Regions from separate parts of the Mus musculus genome. Here region 2 is linked to region 1. Evidence: chromatin contacts called from public Hi-C data. All regions are on one chromosome and are shown on one strand. The core of a region is the stretch at or near the end of the contact, and the rest is flanking DNA. Distances in the headings are between cores, read along the strand shown. Region 1 holds the start of 4931428L18Rik (RIKEN cDNA 4931428L18 gene). Region 2 overlaps Prim2 (DNA primase, p58 subunit).

Region 1 (7,797 bases), core at 549-3,048:
TGAGCTCTCTTTGGGGACTCTGGCTATTCTACAGGGTGTTAAGCCTCAATTTTCTCCCATGACATCTGTAATCCTGGGCTTCACTGTACCTGAGGCTGCACCTTCACCAAGGGCCTTGCCAGGCTCCAAGCCTCAGCTGTTCTCCATGGCTCCTTCATTCCTTTTAAACCAGCACCACCTGGGAAACTCTTACACATTACAAAGTTTGGCTGGCAGCAAATGCACATACAGCCTGAATCCCATCTGGATCATAGCTTCTGTATGCCAAACTTGAGGAAACCCTTTTCAGAAAATTTTACCTCAACAATGCTAGTCTCTTCTTAATCTCAATAGACTCTTCAGATCCCAGGTGATTAAAGAACCACAGATCTTTAATTTAAAATATCACCCAAACAAGTCCGGTAGTTTTTATTGCAATTGATTGATTGATTGATTGATTGATTGATTGAGGCAGGTTTTCTTTGTGTAGCCCTGGCTCTCCTGGAACTCACACAGTAAAAGAGGCTGGCTATGAACTCAGAGATCCGCTTGTTTCTGCTTCCTGAGTGCTGGGACTAAACGCATGCACCACCTCACCTGGCCCTTGTAGTCTTTATATCCTTGTGAAACTCACAAACCAAGTCTGCACTGCCTACATAGCTCTCAGCCTTCTTATCTTCCAAGCTCCCATAGAATAATAGCTTATTGAGCTCTGAGCACCAATGGCTATTCTGTCCATTTTTTCCACACCCCTCCCCAACTGCAAACAATATGGTTAGGTGTATTCCACAGCAATATCCCACAGTCTGGCTAGTATTTTTCATCTTAATTATGATTCATATGGTTGTGATCAAGCATCATGTCCAAAAGCAAATGGGTGGGAAAAAAAGCTTATTCTAGCTCACAACTTTCAGATCACACTCCATCACTGAGACAACTCAGAGCAAGAACTCAAGGCAAGAACATGGAGGCAGGAATTGAAGTACAAGCCATGGAGGAGGGCTGCTTACTGCCTAGACCCCCAAGGCTTCCTTAGCCTTCTTTGTTACCTTCTTTGTTATGTAATCCAGGACCACCTGCCCAGGGGTAGTACTGCCTACTGAGGGCTGGCCCTCCCACATCAATCATTGAGAAAGTGTCCTCCATTTTTGCCTATAGGCCACTTTTATTTTCTCACTTATAATTCACTCTTCCTGGGCTGGAGAGATGGCTGTGTAATCAAAAGCTAGTCGAAACACAAGATTCTTTCTTCCCACCTAGATCTTGGTTAGGTATATGTCAGGTTGGCACAAGTAAAGTAGCGGAGTAGTGTTTTGTCTTCATGTATGTCTGCATACCACATGTGTACCTGGTGCTCACTGAGGTCAGAAAAAGATGCCCCGCAACTGAATTACAGAGTTATAAGCGTCTATGTGGGTGCTGAGAAATAAACCCCAGTTCTCTGGAAGAGCACTGAACGTTAAGTGCTGAGCCACCACTCAACTCCCTCCCAAATAAAAATAAAATACTTTAGAAAAGGAATAGAAACCCACTCAGGTTTTAAAAATGATGCTTAGGAGGAGTGGGGGCGGAGTGGAGGAGGGGGAGAAAAGCTCACTGCAAAAAGCTTGCAGGACAAATGGTAACATCCTGCTCTTACCTCTGTGGCTGAGCCAGCTGGGTATCTGGTCTTCAAAGTAAAGGCAGAGGTGGGGAGAGGCAGTCTGAGAGAAGCGGGAGGACCCGGACTACCGCAGAGAAGCTGTGAACTCTCAGGAGCTAGCATGATGGATCCCACAGCCTAACCCAGGTCGATCTACTTAACTAGAAATGGCAGCCATAGACCCTGAACGGGACGAGCTGGGATTGGCTGCTGCTGGTATTGTTTCAAAGGAGACTCTCCTGTGATTGGCTAGCAGAGTCAAGCAGGAACTAGAGGTGGAAAAGGGAAGTTCAACAAAGTTGTTACCCAGGCAACAGAGCAACGCACAGCGAGTGGCAGTTTATTTTCGGCTCCTAGGCTGTGAACAGCACTGACCAAGCACCTGGGATCCAATTCAGACCTTCTTCCACATTTAGCAAGCACTCTACCCTTGAGGTACACTCTTATCTATATTTGAATAATGGAATCAGAAAATGCTGAAGCTGAGAATGTGGTAACAGGGAATTTGGAAGCAAAGAGCAAGGAAGGTAAAAATATGCAATTTGTGACATTGTCTTCTGCCTGGTCCCTTCAAGCACTATCCAGTCTCCTCAATCCCGAAGAAGAGGATGGTTTTGATTTTGAACAGGGGCAATGCTCATTTACTATTGGAGCCATGGGCCCTGGGAATATTGGACCACCTAAAGCAAAAGAGTCCAAAGCTATTCCTGAACCCAGGAGTGATGAAAGTGAGAACATCTGGAATCCAGAAGAGGTTCCAGAAGGAGCAGAGCATGATGATATATGGGATGTTCGTGAAATTCCAGATTATGAGATTGTATTCCAACAAACTGTGGGAACTGAGGACGTATACCTAGGATTAACAAGAAAGGATCCTTCAACGGCATGCTGCCAGGAGCTGGTGGTGAAAATTAAACTGCCCAATACAAACCCTTCTGAAATTCAAATTGATATCCAAGAAATGCTCCTTGATCTTCGCACTCCTAGAAAGAAGCTGTTAGTAAACTTTCCCCAGCCCGTGGAACGGAACAGTGCTAGAGCATCCTATATCTGGGAAGCTGAAACACTTGAAGTCAGGATGACCGTCCAAAGGGATTTGGATTTTAATATTTCCTGAAACTGTATGAATAAGAAGAGATAGAAAGAAATCATGACAAGAACATTTTTTTTTCTACCTTTGAATACTGGTTGTTTATGTTCTCCCCCCACCCCCGACATATTTTAGAAAGGTTCAGAATTTTAGTGGTGTTTTGATCAAATATAGTCAATTCTATTACTGTTATGACATATGGTTGTTTCATACAATAAGGTGCTGTTCCATTTCTATAGTGAGAGCTGAATAAAATATTTTCAGGTTAACCATCTAGGTTATTACATGGTCAATCACACAGCAGAGCTATGACCATGAAATAAGTGATTCACTTAAATCAGCAGTCTGAAGAACTTCAGCTAACTAATTACATTACCATACAATCTGCTACATAGGGATTTGTCATTATTGTCACCAGAAAAATTCATTTGGTTGCTTTTTCATTGATTTTAACATGATTTAGGATGTTTTCAATCTAGGGCTTCAATATTGTTCTGGAACATATAAGTAAGAAAGGACTATAAATAATTTGCTGTGTCCTGTGAGACACATGTTTATTTGAAAAAGTAATATTTATAGATATATGTGTAGATTCATTTTCTCTTGTTTCTATCTTCCTAACTGTACATTATTATTTTTATAAATTTTCCGTGTTCCTTGTATTTTCTGTACTATTGAATGAGTTTATTTCATTACTATTTATTAAAAACGTATATTTTAAAAAATGATGCTTAAAATCAGTTTAAATATCAATTAGGATAAATGGAAAAAATTAAGGTACATTTTTCTTCTGTATTTCTGTTTCATGTATTTAGATATTTTGATTAGGTGGAAGACAGGCCACTGAGGCATTCAAACCAGAAATGGAAATTATATAGTTAAAGTCACATGATGACTCCTCTACATTGTCATCCAGAGACAGAACAAGGGACAGAAAGGTGAACCAGGAGATAAAAAATGAAGTGGTCAGATGGATTGTTCTGATCACTAAAGTCGTGGTTCTCAACACCGCCTATACATGTGGTTACCCAGGGAGCTTTAAAAAGTGCTGAGGCTCAGGCCACTCCAGACATCGAGAAGTGATTGATCTGGGCCAGTGTCTGCGAAAGACCAGGGCTTTGAAAGTATTGAAATGTGACCAGAGGGGCAGCTGAGTGGTGCTTGTCCTTGGCCAGTAAGGACTGTTGACCATCAATTCTGCTGTGATTTACACGGTGGTTTCTAAAATTGCTGTGAAGAACGACTTCACAGGTTGTCAATGGCAGCATCTTGGACCTCTGCTCAGCTTGACTAAACAGAGTTATTCTTCCAAAATATGCAATTATGAAAACACCTCTGTCGTGACATTTCGGCAGCCCCCCCCCGCCCCCCCCTACGGAGGAATGGAATTATGTTATCTGTTTTGACAACTGTTTACATTCATTTCTATTGACTAGTGTTCGTAGGGATCCACAGGAACTTCAACTAACAATATTGCTCATGGCTGAGGGGGAAAGCGTGTGCAGGGAAGAGTAACTTGTGCTAGAAAACTCCCTTCCAGATAGGGAAAGAGGAGGAGATGTAGATAAGGAGGAAAGCAAGTGTGTGCAAAAGTAATAAACCTACCTGTTGGTAGGCAGAGCATACCCTCAGGTAACCTCCTTCATGTTTTGGTCTGTATAGAAGCCAATCAGATATCCCCCCTCCATGCTTTAGGATAAGTGGACTTTGGTTCTGCACCCACCATGTACAATTGCGTAAGCCTGGGAGAGCCATTTTCAGTCCTGATGATGTGAATGCCATGTGAGTGCTTTTGCCAGGCTATTGTGAAGGGACAAGTTACGTGTGCCTTTGCATGGTCTTCAAGTGGACAATGCTAAGAAGTAGATATTGTTTTTATATTGTAAAAATATTTTTATAGGTTGTAATACTTGTAGAGAATACGACAAGGAAAGAGTTGCAATCAGAAGAATATCAAGCCTGGAACAATCATAACACTTAATTGCTATCTATTAAGAAAAACAAAGAAATCAGGGTTGCTTCCTATTTTAGTCTCATTATGTTACTTTTAAAATGTAGATGGTCTCAGTGTGATTTTATTAGTATCTTGCAGCTAATCATCTCAAAATCCTTTACAATTATCACCCGTGTTAAAACCATCATCTGTAGAATCATCATTTTCCATTTCAGAAATGCAAATATAACCAGAAATATAAATTTTGGGTTTGTTATATTGCATTTGCATCTTACTGCCTTCCAAACTCTGGAGGAACAAAAGTAAAACTTGAGTCATATTTAAATAGAATATTTTTGACAAGATACATCATTTTTAAAGCTCTAGAATACCTTAAATGAATAAAATCTATGGTTACAGATGACAATAAAATAAAACCACATGATCTGGTGCTGATAAAGAGCTAACAGCAACTATTCTCAGCTTAGTTTAAAGAATGAGAGAGGAAAGGACAGCAAAGGTGGAATATTGTTACACTAGGATTACCTCAGTAGTCAGGTACTCGTTAAAAAAATATATCGAGGAATGGTAAGTTTGTGGTAGATAACTTCCATATTTTATTTACCTTTAATGATTTTTATAACTTGATACCTTTTATGGCATACCCACTCAAGAAATAATTACTGAATGAAGGAAAATGCAATTGTATAGCAGCTATGTTGAAAAATTTTAAGACCTTGAGCTCATTTACCCTCTACTTGATGAGAAGGAGTCATTTAATTTCCAAAATTCTTGAGGTTAGTCAATCTATAAAAATCAGTTAAAGAAGACACCTAGTTAAAATTTTTATTGCAAGGATTAAAATAAACTTAGCAGATCCTTTCTCAAGTTGTGTTCTCTTATTCAACATGTGGCTAGTAGTGCCTGCTCAGTGTCAAACTCTGTCATCTTGAGTACATTAATAAACAGAGTAGTCAAAACCACCTGCCATCATACTGCTCAGTAGAGTTTGAGAGAAGCAACAACAACAAAAGAAATCTGTTGATTAATCATCAGTCCTTCAGTCATGTATAAGAAATTAAAGGCTACAACTGTCAAAGAAGAGTAGGAGGGATGGGGGAGGGGTGGTGCAGGCCATTGTCCAGTTCTGTAAAGGACAGTTGAATCAGTTCTCAAGGTAAGAGAGAGATTTAAGTGAAGGTTTGAAGAAGATGAGGGAGTTAGCCTTCCATCTCCAGGAAGAAACAGGTTGTTAGGTAGGATCCTGTCTTTGGGTATTAAAGAGATGGCTGGTCCACGGAGATGAGAGTCGGGAAGAGGAGAGGAAGTAGTCAGAAAGGCAAGAAGTCTGTGGGCAGCAGTGGGATATTCAGTGGCTTGTGTAGACTCTAAGTTTGCCTTTTCTGCTGGGCCCAATTGATACCATTGCAGGTTCGAGAAAAGATGACATGTTCTGATTTCCTTTTAATTGGCATTTAGTTTGCAATGCAGTGGCCACCCATATATATCAGATAAAGTTTATAAGTTAAAGTGACATTTTTACAAATACTCGTCGTTAATCAGAATAAATGTCAGTTATGCCTACAGAATGCAATGGTGGTCCTCAAAAGCAACTGCAAACAAGGGAAATTTCATCAGCTGGTTGCCAGGCATCTAGGTTAGATGAACACTTAATAAAATACTGTGTTATTATCTTTCAGAGTTAGGCTCAAGGAGTAAGTAGATTGTAGACTGCATAAAACTCCAAATATATTTCTGACTCCATAAATGCCATGGGATTTGGAATTTCTTTTTGTTAAAAATTATACCTTTTTTTTTTCTAAGAAGAGAGCCTTTTCTACTTCTGTCTATTGGTATGATTAAGGAGGACTTTTAGTTCATAGTTTCTGTATTGAATCCACTCTGTAACCTTGTTTCTTAGTTAGGGTTTTACTGCTATGAACAGATACCATGACAAAGGCAAGTCTTACAAGGACAACATTTCATTGGGGCTGGCTTACACAGGTTCAGAGGTTCAGTCCATGATCATCAAGGTGGAAGAACAGCAGCTTCTAGGCAGGCATGGTGCAGGAGGAGCTGAGAGTTCTACATCTTCATCTGAAGGCTGCTCGTGAAAGCCTGACTTCTAGGTAGCTAGGGTGGGGGTCTTAAGTCCATGCCCACAGTGACACACCTACTCCAACAAGACCACACCTAATAGTTCCACTCCCTGGGCCAAGCATATTCAAACCATCACATCTTGGAATTTGGGTTTTCATTGTGCAGTAGTTTTCTTCAGGCACCTCAGGCTTCTTCCTCCCTGTGCTTACAGGGAAAAGATGAGGTTCAGCACTAGGACAGCCACACAAGTCTTTACTTTCTTCTCTCTGACATGCCATACTATCTATCCTACAAACTCCCAGAATTCCCTTACTTCTAACCAGAGAAACAATTCAAGTTGTTATTTTCTTATTATAAAAGTGACCTGGGGGCATAGTTCCAACAACTGCGCATTACAACTTAACTAAACGGCATTCTTCACTGAATAAATTACTGACATACACACACATTTAGTCTTAACATTTTCTTTCAAGGACTCAGAAGGGGGAAGTCTGGTGAATGGGTGTTGAGTCACAGATAAAGCCGGGGAGTGGTGCTGCTCTTTCACCAAGGACGGAAGCTAGGTAGCAATTGTAGCATCTGTGTCAATGTGCTATAAGAATGGACTTTGAAAGTTTTACCAACAAAGAGATGATTAAGGTCTCATGAGATAGAAATGCTCACTGTGATTTAACATAACCAAGTGCATATGTGTGTCAAAATACCACAGTAACACATAAATATATGGAATTGTTAACTGTTGATTCAAATATGAAATGAAAATGACAAAGTTTCCTACAGGCCTGTTTTAAATGCTCCCGAGAGAAAGGCTTGACTGTCACTACCTTTCAAGCCCTTTCACGCATTTTAACCAATTACCTTGGGTCCATCAAAAAATGCTATCTGAAATTTATCTCGTGACATTTAAAAATATTGCTGAGTTATTTACTTCAGTGAAAGGGAGTTTGTGTTTCACTTAGTTGTCCATGTGGTTAAAATGAGTTTTTATTGGTGATCGGCACTTGTGCAAAGTGGAGCAGTCTCACTGCAGCATTTACACACACACACACACAC
Region 2 (7,103 bases), core at 2,601-5,100, 2.4 Mb after region 1:
GCCTGCCAGTACAGAAGGGCCACTTGCTCTGCTTCCGTAGACATAAGAAAGCGGGTTGGGTTTTGTATTAGTCGGCATTCTCTAGAGTCTATACGTATCCTTAACCCCCCTCACAGAACATGCAAAGAAGCAAGAGCTGAAATAAAACCTACACTCTCTCACTGTAAGCCTGAAGGATTTCAAATTCTATTAGCAACACCCCTGAAGTTCTTATACCTTGTCATGGAGATATAGCACGAGTGATAAGCTCGCACTGAATTCCATACAATGTTCTATGCACACATATGTGCACACACATGCACACGGACACACAGGCACACACATTTTACACTTACACATGCACAATCTTTCACAAATCTTATGTGAAAGCCACACAGTAAAAACAATAGTTAATGGATAATAGCTTACTGTGTGCTTCCTGTGTATCAGACACTAAATGCTTTGCAAACTGTATGCCTTTGACCTGACAAGTTAACATCATGTATTCGTTATGCATTCTGTGTCTCATTCATGAACTCAGTTCCTGCCGCCCCTTAGCTGTGTAAAAGGAAGATCTGGCTACCAGTGAAGACGGCCTGGAACACACGTGTGCTGCACTCCCCCTTGCTGTGCACACTTTCAACATACACCCATAAGATTACCTCTGCTTCCGTGTGCTGCTCTGCCTTATAACAGAAGGAAAACCAGAAAAAACAAAATCAGAGTCCCACAGAACTAACAAAGATCAGAAAATGTAATGAAAGAGGGGAGCGGAGGGGAGGGGAGGAGAGTTGAGTTGAAGTCTTTTTTTCTTGACACTTCCTTCTGCTCCAGTTTCGACATGGTCTTATATGTATCCCACCTGGCCTCAAATGGATTATGTAGCACAGACTGGCCTTGAACTTCTGACCCTCCCATCTCCTTTCTGTCCTTATTGGATTACAGAGGCAGGAGCAACAACAACCAGTTGCTGAGGTGCTTGAGACAGAACCCTGGGCTCCAGGTACCTAGGCAAGCATCTCCATGCCTGGCCTGAGGCCAGTGAAATTTTCATGGCATTTTACCCTCCAAACCTTTGGTGCAGAGTACTTGTGACTCACCCTGCCAGGCCCTACCCTCATAACTAGTACACAGTAACTACTGCTATGTGCTAATACTTGAGTTAGTGTCTTAATTAGACAAGTTGCTTTTAAATGATGAAAGTCATCTCTGAAAAGTCCACTTAGATAATCAGCATCTGCCTCTAATCAAAACTGAGATGATTAACAAATTAAGCCCTTTACTTAGCATTTTACATAATTTAGGCAAACGCTTCTTAGTTTTAAAAGGTGAATCAGAATTCATCAGTTAAAAGTCCTCTAAATTTTGATTAATTATCTTCTTTAGGCTGTATTAATTATCTAATTTTATAGCATATACAGTAAAAACAAAGAAACATAATTTAAATTTAATCTCCACCTCTTAAAAGCTAGCATTTTACAAAATTTACCCTAGTCCTGTCCATCTGGACAAATTAATAGAAAACTCTAAAGAAAAAAAAAAAAGATTAAGGTTTTTTTTTTTTTTTCTCTTAAATCAACTCTCCAGAGTCAACTACAGCCAAAATAAAAGCAATTAGCATTCTTGGAGAAAAACAAAAAAGGCAGGGGGGAGGGAAGGAGGAAGGGAAGGGGGGAGGAAAAGAGAAAGGGCAGGGGGGAGGGAGAAAAGGCAGAGGGAGAGATAAGGAGGAGCTCTGCCCACACAGCCAAGGCAGGATCATGGCTCACAGGAGGCAGTCCCTGTACTAAGCTATTTGTCTATCCCCACTGCACAGGGAAGAAGACAAACAGGAGCCAAGCTTCCATACACACCCAGCTGAATGGCAGCTCTCTCACAGGAACAGCTTGTTCCTCACAGACTCATTTTTTAAGAAATATGTACTTCTTCTCACAGCCTGGCCAGAAATCCCTTCTTAATGGGCAGAGTAAGTAGCACTGAGTGGATAAACAGAAGCGGGTGAAAAGAGTAAGAGTTTAGGGCAGTGGAGAAGTCCACTTCATTTCTAACCCACATTAAGCTACATTTCCAGTAAAGACAGGGTCATGCCTTCAACGGAGAACTTCTAGCCTAGAATCCAGCATCTGTCCAAAGACGGGAACAAGGAAATTCAAAAACCAATTTTGAATGACAGACAACAGCCTGTGAGAAACTAAAATAAATCATGCTGTTAACATGCTATAAAATACCACCCCCTGGGCAAGAATGGAGACCCCCTGGGCTAGAGAGATGGCTCAGGAGTTAGAGCACTGGCTGCTCCTCCAGAAGTCCTGAGTTCAATTCCCAATAACCACATGGTGGCTCACAACCATCTGTAACAGGATCTGAAGCCCTCTTCTGGTGTGTCTGAAGTCAGCTACAGTGTACTCACACAGAGAGAAAGAAAGAAAGAAAGAAAGAAAGAAAGAAAGAAAGAAAGAAAGAAAGAAAGAAAGAAAGAACGAACGAACGAAAGAAAGAAGCGAAGCCAAGCAGTGGTGGCGCACGTCTTTAATCCCAGCACTTGGGAGGCAGAGGCAGGTGGATTTCTGAGTTCAAGGCCAGCCTGGTCTACAGAGTGAATTCCAGGACAGCCAGAACTACACAGAAAAACCCTGTCTCAAAAAACAAACAAACAAAACAAAAAAAGGAAGGAAGGAAGGAAGGAAAGAAAGAAAGAAAATAAATAGAAATTTTAAATTTTTTTTAAAATTTAAAAAAGAATGGAGACCCCTGTGTGCATACACATGCGTGTGCTACAAAAGAAGTGGCAAAAATAAAAGAAGTGTAATCCTTTCAAGGACATACTAAAAAAGAAAAGAGACGAGACGAGAGGAAACGAGGAGGAAAAAAAAGGTAACCTATTTTAAATAATACCCAGCAACTAATGGAAAGCCAGGGCAAGGGAGCTAAACAGGAATGCTCTACTTCCTAAACCCAGGTCTTGACAATAGCTCTGAGGAACTTCCTCTAAGGACTCCTGAGATTTTTAGTAATTAAGCCAAGCCTCAATGAGACATGGAATCCATTGGACTTGGAGCGACGACGGCTCCGGTGTGATAGGACATCTACTCTACTCATCTGAAAACACTGAAGTCTCTAAGCGCTTAAGATGTCAACAGAACAACCAAGATGCAAGTGTGAAACGTTAAGTCAAGTTACACATTTACTGAGTGTTTCGTATAACGCATTTACTACTTAATAACCTTCTAACCATTTCCTATAGAAAGAGCACACACAGACAGACACACACACACACACACACACCCTGCACAGCATGGGCTTCCTTTCACTATTCTCTCCTATACTGAATGGGCCACTGGTAACTGTGGTACTCTGGCTCCCCCAAATGACACTTCTAGAGCACGATAGTCCTGCCAACCAAGAAAGAAATGCATGCCAAAGCAAATGGGTTCCTGGAAGCCCATCTTCTTAGGGAAAAAAAAACTGTCAGAATATCTTCAATTTTAGCATCATTACCTCTCATTCACCCCTCTCTGCCTCACCAAATAAGAACATTTCATTTCAACCAAGAACTTTCCTCTGAGTCCCAAAAGTTGAGGGGATTTGTAAGAAACAGAGAGAACAATGAAGTTAGAACCTCTGAGTCAAAGTCTGCAGCAGGCTTGAAAACCCAGAGGCAGGCAGCCGGAAGAAGAGAAACTACTGCATGCTTTCCCGAAGATAGCATCCTAGATTTAGAATTAACTACATTAACATACACGCACACTCAAACACACACACACACACACACACACACACACACACGACATAGATGGAAAGGAGAACTCTAAGGGAGGGTAATGAGGTTTAGTCAGAAGGAAGGAGGGGAGGCTGGGGAGGGAGGGCTCTGAGGGAGGTTAAATATGACTAAGGTACAGCAACAAGCATGTAAGAAAGCAGTGTTATGAAACCCATTCTTCTATATTCTAAGTAGAATATTTAAAATGAAAGACATGTTAAAAAATGCCCAAAACTAAAACACATATTTATCAAACAAATTAGTGTTAAGATTAGAATTATCCAATAATCAGAAACTTAAAAGTCTAACTGAATGAATAAAAGTATCACTACAATAAGGCCCCTTGTCTAGCTGTATCTTTGCTTTGTTATGTTTGAGACAGAGGATCTGTATGTATCCCCAGATGGCCTAAAACTCACTACATAGACCAGGCTGGCCTTGAGCTCAGATCTACCCGGATCTGCCCACCAAGTGCTACAATTAAATGCTAGACCGCCACACCTGGCACTTTAGACATTTAATACAATATCCAGAGTCAGAAGTCTTAGAATCAGTTCCGTTTCCATAGAATAATCCAAGTGCTTGATAAATAAGTATGTCCCGTGTGCTCTCATTCAGTATCACAGTAAAAGAAAAACGAGGCATTAAAGTAACTTAGTCGTGATCGTGAATTAATTTTCCCAGCACTCGCTCGCTCCCTCTCTCCCTCCCTCCCCCTCCCCCTCCCCCCCCTCTCTCTCCCAGCAGCCTTCCTTTGCACACACAGTCTCAGAGCAGCTGTGTGTGGTACTTTGGCTCCACCATTACACCTTTAACCTCCAAATCTCAGCCTAACATTCTGAACTGCCTCCACCCATCTCCACTGGAAACATTCCACAAGCAAATACACTATTCCAAACTATACTCCCTTCTCATATTCCCCACTGCGGTGGTTTCAGTAGGTTTGGCCCCCATACCCTCATGTGTTTGAATGCTTGGCCCCAAGGAGTGGCACCATTGGGAGGTGTGGCCTTGTTGAGGTTTCCTAGGCTCGAGCTCTGCCAAGTGTGGAATCAAAGCCTCCTCCTGCCTGCGTTCTGATCAAGAGGAAGCAGTCACAGTTCCTCCAACACCACTTCTGCCTGCACGCTGCCACGGTCCTCCCCACCATGACGATTATGGACTAAACCCCTGAACTTGTAAGCCAGCCCCAGTTAAATGCGGTTCTTAAGAGTTTCCATGGTCACAGTGTCTCTTTGCAGCAATGGAAACCCTAATGAAGACACCCACTATCGCCAACATCATACTACCCTTACCTCTGTACCGAGATCTGGCACAGGCCTCACTTCATATCTAACAGCCATCCAATCTTCAGGCTGCTTCCACAAGACTAACAGCTTCAAGCCCTCTGTTCTTCACTCAACAAACACAGACACTGCTAACGCCCTTGGAAATGACTCATGGGTGCTCTGACACTTTGCACCCTCAAGTCTCAACCTAGGCAGCTGTGGCCGTCTGCATCAGAGATCTGTGTCACACTCCTCCCCAGAAACCTTCAATAATGCCCTCCTGCCCTTCTCTCTCCCCAAGCTCATGACAGGTTCCCTTGTCATAAGACTTTTGCCAGAACCAAGATTAACACTGGGACATATAAAGTATTTCCTGTAACTGAAAAAGAGTGTAGCATCTAAACAACATTATATAAAGTATGTGACATCTAGATCTCCAGTATTTACCAGAGAGGTAAAGACTCTGAAGTAAGCTATGGAACTGTGCACACGACACTACGGGAAAGCCAGCCCTGTTGATGAGAAATGGAGGGAAAGGAGCCAGCCTCAGAGGCCAGCGGGCACTCAGAAGCAGAGAGAACCCTGAGGATCTGTAGACCTGCCTCGGGTTCATCTTCAGACCTGCCTGCAGACAGCGCAGGTCTGTGGAGCTCTACTCCAAACACAATGTCCTCAATGGTTTATAATTGGAGACCTTCCAGGGCTCACTATCAATGTCGTCACCACCACCACCACCACCACCACCACCACCACCACCACCACCATCATCATCATCAACAACTGAAATGAAGATAAAAAGAAAAAACAGCTTCCTAAGACATAACTGACATTGATGTGGTTATCTGTTGCAGGGTGGGACACACCATGGTGCACACAGGGAGATGAGAAGACTATCTGCAGCTCTCTCCTTCCAGCATATAAGTCCCAGATACCAAGCTCAGAGCATCAGACTTCGGCAAGTGCCTCGATCCACTGACCCATTTCACTGGCCAAAAGCATCTGAAATTCTTTTTATGATTACTATTCTTCAAGACTGCCTCGTTTATGTCAGAACCATAAATAGGCAATTTTAAGAATATTTACAATCTGGGGAGACAGTTCGGTTGCTCAAGTGTTTGCCCCAGCATTCATAAAGCTCAGGGGCAAATCTCCAGCACTGTGTAAAACTGAACATGCGGGTATATGCCTATAATCCCAGCACTTGGGAGAAGCAGAAGCTGAACATGATTCCTGGCTACATAGGGAATGTCTTAGTTAGGGTTTTACTGCTGTGAACAGACACCATGACCAAGGCAAGTCTTATAAAACACAACATTTAATTGGGGCTGGCTTACAGGTTCAGAGGTTCAGTCCATTATCATCAAGGTGGGAGCATGGCAGCCTCCAGGCAGGCATGGTGCAGGCAGAGCTGAGAGTTCTACAGCTTCACCCAAAGGCTGCTAGTGGAAGACTGACTTCCAGGCAACTGGGGTGAGAGTCTTAAGCCCACACCCACAGTGACACACCTACTCCAACCAGGTCACACCTATTCCAACAAGGCCACACCTCCAAATGGTGCCATTCCCTGGTCCAAGAATATACAAACCATCACAGGGAATATAACTAGGGACCCTATAACTCAAAAATAAAAAAATAAAAAAACCATAAAGAAGTGGCCAGGAGACTAGAAGCCTCTCTATGGGCGGCATAAGCCCAGGAGAAAGGCATCTTCGTTACGTGAAGTGAGAAGAGGTCTCCAAGGGAAGAGAAGGACTGTCCTTCAAAGGACCTGAGAACACACAGCCGGCTTGATACTTTCTCTCCAGGAAGCTGGCTCTCCTACAGCACAGGAACTCTGAGCCGCGAGGCATTCAGCACAGCAAATGCGCTTCGTCTGCCTATCGAGGAGAGCACAAAAGCATCCTCCTGCCGTGCCGCTCCTGCCTCTTGGTCTAATGTGTCCCATGCTCATAAGAATGTGACCCTGGGAGTTAAACTTAAGATTGTGTTTCACAAGAGATAGAAGAGCCTCCCTCTAGAACTTAGGGCATAAAACAACACATCCGGAATGCTGGCTCCTTCAGTCCTATTCAGTTAGACAGCGCGACTGAGAGTCA

What was found. Hi-C and Micro-C count contacts between places; a contact is called where the count stands out from the background.
Region 2: a Hi-C map of cortical neurons shows a contact between it and region 1, with 2.7 times the contacts expected there. The contact joins the enhancer-like site here to the promoter of 4931428L18Rik in region 1. A contact is called at or near these places in 3 of 39 promoter capture datasets (cranial neural crest, hippocampal neurons and second pharyngeal arch cranial neural crest), 23 of 484 Hi-C or Micro-C datasets (the N1E-115 cell line, cardiomyocytes, cerebellar granule neurons and 15 more) and 2 of 115 datasets of contacts at active chromatin or transcription factors (astrocytes and embryonic stem cells).

Annotation. Positions count from the first base shown.
Region 1 is chr1:31,220,858-31,228,654 of GRCm38.p6, forward strand. It overlaps 4931428L18Rik (RIKEN cDNA 4931428L18 gene), which reads right to left and starts at 1,799. Exons shown (of 3, transcript NR_033445.1): 1 at 1,619-1,799. Dnaaf6 (dynein axonemal assembly factor 6) reads left to right here and starts at 1,982. Exons shown (of 1, transcript NM_029062.2): 1 at 1,982-3,430. The coding sequence starts at 2,082. The coding sequence ends at 2,738.
Region 2 is chr1:33,644,046-33,651,148 of GRCm38.p6, forward strand. All of the region lies in intron 5 of Prim2 (DNA primase, p58 subunit), which reads right to left. Among named protein-coding and RNA genes, the nearest start is that of Prim2, 22 kb to the right of the region's middle. Within about 2 kb of position 3,851, at least 31 of the 459 cell types and tissues checked have an H3K27ac peak or open chromatin away from gene starts, as enhancers often do. A contact at or near this core is called in cortical neurons and ventral hippocampal neurons, where this site is marked.